2 separate regions of the Sus scrofa genome follow, and region 2 is linked to region 1. A link is a contact called in public Hi-C data. All regions are on one chromosome and are shown on one strand. Each heading gives the region's core, a stretch centred on a gene start, on an enhancer-like site or on the middle of the called end of the contact. The rest is flanking DNA. Distances are from core to core; before and after follow the strand shown. Region 1 overlaps FAM117A (protein FAM117A). Region 2 holds the start of KAT7 (lysine acetyltransferase 7).

Region 1 (3,744 bases), core at 620-3,119:
CTGGATCCGTTTGAGTCCTGTGGAGGCCAGGTCCCCTCCTTCAGGATTTTTCCTCACAATAGTCTTTTCACGAAGAATCCTAAACTTGGAAGGGATCTCCATCAATCATCCAGCCCATGGGGCAGTTTTGGAATGAGGTAGTGTTAGCCTAAGCAGTCATCTCGTTTGTAAAATTATTTTATTTATTTATTTATTTTTTAGTGCCACACCCATGGCATGTGGAGTGGTCCCAGGCTAGGGGTCTAATTGGAGCTATAGCCACCGGCCTACGCCACAGCCACAGCAACGCAGGATCTGAGCTGTGTCTGCGACCTACACCACAGCTCACAGCAACGCCAAATCCTTAACCCATTGAACAAGGCCAGGGATCAAACCTGCAACCTCATGGTTCCTAGTCGGATCCATTTCCACTACACCACGACGGAAACTCCATATCTTGTGCTTTTATTTATGGTTTTATAGTTAAGCAAGTCTGCTTTGTTCTTTTTTTTTTTTGTCTTTTTAGGGCTGCACCCGCGGCATGTGGAGGTTCCCATACCAGGGGTCCAATCCGAGCTGCGCCTGCCGGCCTACACCACAGCCATAGCAACATGGGATCCGAATCGCGTCTGAGACCTACACCGCAGTTCACAGCAATGCCAGATCCTTAACCCATGGTGGGGATCGAACCTGAAACCTCATGGTTCCTAGTCAGATTCATTGCCGCTGTGCCACTGTGGGAACTCTGTATGTGAAATTATACAAAGGTATTTCTTCATCCGACTCAGAACTTCAACCTTCTCAGCAGTGACGTTTTGAAGAGTCAACTCTTCTCTCACTTTTGTGGCAGTTTAAACCCATTCCTGTTCAGCTTCCGAACAAATGAGCTGTTCTCAGGAAAGAGGAAACAGGGTGGGGAGAACACAGGCTCAGAGGCAGCCCGAATCCTGGGGGATGCCAGGCCAGCCGCCCTTCCTTCACCCGCTGCTGGAGCGTGCCTGCCCCGCCTGCGTCGTCGGAGGTGGGGTGGCGGCCAAATGGCAAAGGGTTTTCTGCTCTCACGTCCCCCGTCGTGCTCTGCTGAGCACATCGCGTCGTCAGCCGCTTTCTTTTATTTATTTTTTAAATGAGATCCGTTTTCAGATGTTATTAGTGAATGTTTGAATGCCCAGTCCTGTTCTTGGCAGGTCGGAGGGAAGAACCAGGAAATGAGAACAAGATTTGGCCTTGGTGAGTCTGGATGCCAGCTCCATGAAGGCCAGGGAACGGAGCGCCGAGTGTCTGGCACAGTTTACAGGAGGGGGCTTCTCCTGGGAACACACCACCTTGGACCAACAAGAGTTTGCCGCAGTTAAAAACCGATGGCGCTCTTTCACTCTGGGGAGAGGTTTGAAGGGGGAGCACGCCCCACGTAGCAGGCAGAGTAGGCCGACTTCTTGGGAGCCCGGGTCACTGCTGATCCCTGCCCCCCCACCCCCAAAAAGGGCAAGGGGGGTAGGTTATGCTTCCCATTCACAGGCCTGGAGCACACACCCCTTTCTTTTTCCCGAGGAATGTTTAGTCCAAGCGTGTCTAGTCATGGAGGGCTTCCTGGAGGAGCAGGACTTGAGGTTGCTTCCAGTGGTGTAAGCTCATGCTGGCATCCCCCTTCATCAGACATGGGCTCCCACGCAGCTCCCTGCCTCCATCCTCGTATCCCTGTATCCCTCTCATTTCTTGCTACCAGCCTTCTAGGAAGCCCCCACCCCACTCCTCAGATAGCATTCTCTTTGTCAACTCAGGGCAGGCTTGGCCTCAGATGTTCTCTGGCCGGATTGAGAGGCATGGGCTCTAGGCTGTGTGTTTTTGCTCAGGCTCCAGCTGCAGGCCAGATCTTTTATGTAACAAGTCTGGGCTTCTTGCCACAGCAAGACAGAGGTCAGCGATGCGCCTCCGTGGGTCTGGCAAGGCCAAGCCATGCAGCTTTCCTCTTTCCCTGGGATGGGCTCCAGCCCTCGAGGAACTCTTAGCAACCTGTCAATATTGTGGCTGCAGTCAGGAGATGGGAGAGTTCTGATCAACGTAGGCATCCCAGCCCAAGTATGCACTCTGCCCCATCTTTCATTCCTGGCCTCCTGGGAATTTTCTGCTTCTAGGTTTTGGGCTGCATTCAAATGCCTGCTTGAGCGCCCTGGCCTGGCACAAGCTACCTCCTTCAACACTGGCGTTGATGCCATGAGACCTGAGCCGCTCCCTCAATCACAGATGCCCCTTCCCAGCTCAGCCCGACCTCACCCAGAAAGGACTGGGGATGAGGGAGAGGTTTTCTGGGGAGATGGAAGAGCAGAGGGGAGGTAGGGAGGCAGGATCTAACAAAGCCCTTGAAAGCTTTTAAGTTGCTAAAAATAAGGGATGCCAGCGCCTTTCCCTCATGCCTCTGAGCTCGAGGCGGGGCTGTTCCCACCCCTCCCCTCCCCTTCTGTGCCTTCTCTTCTGGCCACACCAGTGTGGTACATCCACGCCTCTGGCAGGCCCTCCCTTCTGCCCCCCACCCCAACTCACATCCTGAGCCAGCTGTGGAATGTGTCTCTGGACACAGCCTGGCCCTCCCGGGGCAGAGCTTGCAGGAAGGACAGCAGCCGAGCAGCTTGGCTTCCCCCCACCCGCCCCCTGCCACCACCAGCACCCAAGCAAGGAAGAGCCCTGCAAGTTTCATGGCCGAAGACCTGCCATTTAGACATCCAGGCACACTGCGTCCTTAAGGCTTCTTACAAGGCAAGAGGTGGGGTTAAAAGCCCTGGGTTTTTGAACAAAGCAGGTGGCCACCTGTCCTGCTGTTCCCTCCCTGGGCTCAGCTGGGGCTTAAGCTCATAGGCAGGCACGAAGGATAGCATGGGTGGTTCCCAGGCAATTTAGAGTCTGACATGGAGCGCTGGCTTCCCCAAATATCGGGGGCAGGTGAGGGAGAGAGATGGATGGATCTTATTCGGGAAATGGCTTGTGGATGCGGTGATGAGTGATGGTGTGCTTCGGGGCTGCTGCCTGCTCTGAGCCAGGGTACACGACGGGAGCAGGGTGGCCAGGTCGCCCGGGGGACAGCTTGGTGGCTGTTAGGAAGCACTTGGGTGCAGTGGGAGCTGGACACGGAGGGGCCAGTCAGCAAGGACTAGGAAGGCTCTCGGGTGATGTCACCATTATCTAGAGGTTTCTTTGCGCCTCGGAGGATTGTCTAGGTCAATCTCAACATGCTTCCCCTTTTCTGGAGTGCCCTCCACCGGGTCAGCTGGCCTCTCAGAGCTGGCCCCCAAGCGCTTTGAGCTGGGCTTTTCTGGCGCTGGGCCACGGTGGGCGATGGCCACACAGGCAGGTGGTTGCGGTCGCCCCCGCCCTCCTTGCTGCGAGTCTTCTCACACTTTTCTGGAGGGAGGAAGTGGTCTCACCACAGCTGGGATGACTGTTAGAGCCCAGTTCCCCCGCTGGTGTTCTCATCGTGCAGACAGACAGGACCCTGGGTGCCCGCTCCACCTGGCCCCTGGTCCTGCCCATCCCTGGCCCCGATTCCTCCCAGGTGCCAGGTCCGGTGGGGAAGGCCTTTCTGATCAACTTTTGTTCCTTTAGGCCTGAGTTACCCTTTGGGGGAAAAAAATGAGCTTAAATCCCTGACACACTTCTTGGAGTGTCCTGAAGGCCAAGGGCAGAGGTGGCATGCTTTGTTGGGGAAGACTTCCCTTGCCCTGACTTTCCTACCTGTAAGCCGGCCTCCTCCTTTTCCCAGCCCAGTGCCTC
Region 2 (3,744 bases), core at 444-2,943, 60 kb before region 1:
TATGTACAATCACACTAAATGAGACACAAAAACTGTAAATAGCCTCAGAACAGTTTAGAACAGGTTCTGCCAAGAAATAAGTTACTAAAAAACACACATTTTCAAGAACTCTTTGTACTTGGGGATTGCAAAAAGGAGACTGTGGGCCTATTCCAAGACACCAGTACTATTTGGTGAGCCTTAACATAAATACCACCTATCAATGTAGGTCATTTTGGAGACATTAAAAAATGTAAATATTTGAAAGCCTCTGTGAAGAGAAAGATTTCTGCAGAAATGAGCAAGACCACCACCCAGCGTTCCAAATATTTCAAGGATAATCTGCCAGGAAATGAGTGGAGGATCCACAGAGAATCACCAAAAATTAAGATGAAAGGGGAGTCTTAAAGGTCATCCAATCCAATTACCCAGCTATTTGAATCCCTAATCATCTCTGCCCATCCCTTCCTGGCATGACCCTGGAGCTCAGCTCTCCTCTACTGCTTTCACCAACTACTTCCCATCTTACTCCAGAGCAGATTAAATTGCTCCACTTCCCTCCCATTAATCTTTATTACTGCCAAGTAGAGAATTTACTAAACCCTTCTACAGTTATTTAAATGTCTGTTTTCCTCTCAGACTCTGATTCCTTAAGCCAGTGATCATGTCTAATTAATTTTCGAGTCCTCGGCAACCAGCACATAGCGAAGAGTCAATAAACGTTTGTTGAACTGAATTAGATTTGTCCTGTAGTCCAGGCTCTGTCATTGCCTAATTGAGTGGCTTGGGGCACTCCCTTAAGCCTCTGCTTAGCTGAGAAAAGGGATGGGGGTGTCCCTAGATGACATCGTCAAGTCCCATTTAATTCTAGGAAGTTTCCGATTTACGAACTTCATTTTCTAGGCGCTGTCCAACTAAGCACATAAGGGAAAACCGCAGCTTAGGTGCAACAGGCCTGGAAGGGATCCCTCGGGAGTGGGCGCTGCTTCTCTACCACCCAGTCCTCTGCTTTGTTGTGTCCTCCGCGGGGAAAGGAAGGATACTCCCCAAACCCCGCCTCTCCTCCTATGAGCATCACCATACGGATGGGAGGGGACTCGTGCCACCCAATCGCGGTCCCGCTAAACCGCGCCCCCACAGGACAGACTGCCAAGCCCCGCCAATCAAGAGAAGAGGGATCGTTCTCTACATCCAGTCGGAGAGCGGTAGAGCCGGGCCTAGACACCGCCCCCACACGCGGGGAGGTGACCGTTGGGCCCAAATGGGCGGTGTCGCCAGCCAATCAACATGCTTCTAGACGTTTCAGCGACCAATTGCCGAGAAGAACGCCTCCGAGCCAGGCAAGCAGAGGGCGGGAATAGGTGCAAGCATAGGCCGAGGCCACAGTCGGGCCCACATTTTTCTGTTGGGTATGGACAGAAGCGAGGGTTGCTGAGCTAGGTTCAGGGAAGCGGGAAGTTGGAACCCAACCACTGTGAGGCGTGGCCAACTGCGTCACTCTTCTCAATCGACTGCCCTTTAGAAACCCGCCATCCCTCCTGTCCCGTTCCTCTCACCTTCCTTCGCGGCATTGCCGGCGGCTGCGGCCCGACGGTTCCGATTCGGGCAGCGGCGGCAGCAGCAGTGGGAACGGTGGCTCCGGCGGGCTCCGTGGCGGCCTCTGTAGCAGTCCCAATCCTGCGGACGATCCCAAGTGCCTCCTGCTTCACAGCGTCTAGACCTTTCTGCGCAGGCGCCGCGGGCTGAGGCGCTTTTTCCTCCACTTCCGGCTGAGGCTTGCGTCACCTGACGTTAGGGCCAGAGAGGATTCTGGGAGGTTTCCCCCTCCGGTGAGGCTAGCGGGAGCCATTTTGGAATTGGGCAGAAAGTGGCAGCGACAGTGGAAACTGGGGCCCGCCATTTTTAGTTAGGGGAATGGCATCCTCTGTAGGCGTGGGTAGCCATTCCTGTTTGGGGCAGAAGCCTGACAGTTGAAGTTAACAGTTCTCATCTTTACAATGGGCAAAATTTCCCTTCCCTTTGGTTTTAATTTCTGAAGTCGAGGAAAGAAAGCCCCAGAATCCATCAGGTTGCTGAGGTTTAACCCCTTAGTCGCCGAATTGGCTAAAGGACGTTTCCCTTTATCACATAAACTCAAAATTGGGAAGGGCTATTTTGCACAAGAAACTATTTTAAGAGCCATTCGGTGTCTCACAGTGCTGGGAATGGGGGCTTGTGAAAGGACAGAAAGAAGGTAGCGTCCTTCATGAAGAAGTTTCTTGTCTGGTAGAGGAGACATTGTCCTTGCCTTTAGCGAACCGCAAGTATGTTGATCCGTTCACTCGCGAAAGGAGACACAACCATTCTCCAGAAACTGTTGCTCCAAAGAATTACCAGTTTAGCTCTGTGGTGAGCACACCCACTTCGTCCCCTCATCCTGTATGGGTTTGAGAGCCTTGGGTGGCCCTCGGGATGAGTGTGTGTGTGTGTGTGTGCGCGCGTGCGCGGTACCAGAGTTGGAAAAGCATTGAACCCCATTAGCCCAAGTGACCTCTCGAAATCCAGACGCTTGAGTCAGGAGTTGGAGGAAGAGGAAGGAATATTTTTAGTAAAGCTGGAGCTCAGAAAGGCATTGATGTTAGCTGCCTAGAAAGGAGAAGTTGGTGGAAGATGTAAGGTTGGCAGAAGAGCGGTAAGAAAAGGCTGAGAAGTGAACAGCAAGCGTTGAGGATTTAACCTCGCTGGGAGAAAAGCCTTGTGTGGAGTAAAGCTTTGCCCAGAGACTGGGAGGAAAAAAAAAAAAAAAAAATCCAAGAGTCATTAAGTTAGGATCCTGGAGCCCGTTTCACCTGAGGCTAGCTAAGATGGAGATTTCCCCCTGGAGCTGAACTAAAGAACAAAGCAGCAGAAGGTAAACATCTGATTGTTGTGCTAAGCAGAGGACTCAGAAGGATTAGAGTTCCAGACCCTTATTTAGCACTCTCCTTGGGTGTATCCTGGGCTGGTAATAACACAGGCAGCTGTTAGTATTTAGGTTTTAATGTTTACCATAAACACCTTTAAATGGCCTACTTAGGTTGAACTGCACAAAAGAACTTATTTAATTTCACACTATTACTGTTATTTTGCACCTACTCGGGTGTTCCCAAGGTTACTCTTGGGTGTTCTGGCTCCCCAACTACTGGTAAAGAGCACTTATGTTAAGACCATATCTCGGGAGTTCCCGTTGTGGCCCAGTGGTAACAAACCCGACTGGTATCCATGAGGATGTGGGTTCCATCCCTGGCCTCAGTGGGTTAAGTATCTGGCATGGCCATGAGTTGTGGTGTAGGTCCCAGATGTGGAACTTCCATGTTCAAACTTCCATATGCTGTGCGTGCGGCCCTAAAAATAAAGTAAAACGAAACAACAACAAAAAAAGCGTATCTCTCTTCTTTTATACCATCCTTAATGGCAGCCAGACTGTGCTCTACCCATAGTAAATTCTTGTTCCTCAATCAAAATATGTTTACTGTTTCACACTGTCAGAATGTCTAGCCCTCAAAGATGGTGAAGTATCCCTCCCTGGGAATTAGCATATGAGAATAAAATCTTATCCTGACTTAGCCATTCATCATACAAATACCAACATTACAAATGTTCCACATTAATCCCTCGCACTGCATTTTCAAACACTGCAGCTAACACCGAAAGAGTTTACAGTTTCATTGAGACATGCCTTGTCCTTGAAGAGCATACCCTCCAGCAGAAATTAGCTCGTGATGCACGAACTGCTGGTTTAAAGCC

The links. A called contact is a pair of places that touch in the nucleus more often than the background predicts.
Region 2: a Hi-C map of skeletal muscle shows a contact between it and region 1, with 7 times the contacts expected there. The contact joins the promoter of KAT7 here to the enhancer-like site in region 1. A contact is called at or near these places in 3 of 5 promoter capture datasets (fetal liver, fetal skeletal muscle and liver), 10 of 47 Hi-C or Micro-C datasets (embryonic fibroblasts, fetal liver, heart right ventricle and 5 more) and 2 of 2 datasets of contacts at active chromatin or transcription factors (alveolar macrophages and skeletal muscle).

What each region holds. Positions count from the first base shown.
Region 1 is chr12:25,909,411-25,913,154 of Sscrofa11.1, reverse strand. All of the region lies in intron 2 of FAM117A (protein FAM117A), which reads left to right. Among named protein-coding and RNA genes, the nearest start is that of SLC35B1, 23 kb to the right of the region's middle. Within about 2 kb of position 1,869, at least 25 of the 83 cell types and tissues checked have an H3K27ac peak or open chromatin away from gene starts, as enhancers often do. A contact at or near this core is called in fetal skeletal muscle, liver, omental adipose tissue and 3 more, where this site is marked.
Region 2 is chr12:25,968,925-25,972,668 of Sscrofa11.1, reverse strand. KAT7 (lysine acetyltransferase 7) reads right to left here and starts at 1,693. Exons shown (of 15, transcript NM_001195359.1): 1 at 1,536-1,693. The coding sequence starts at 1,550.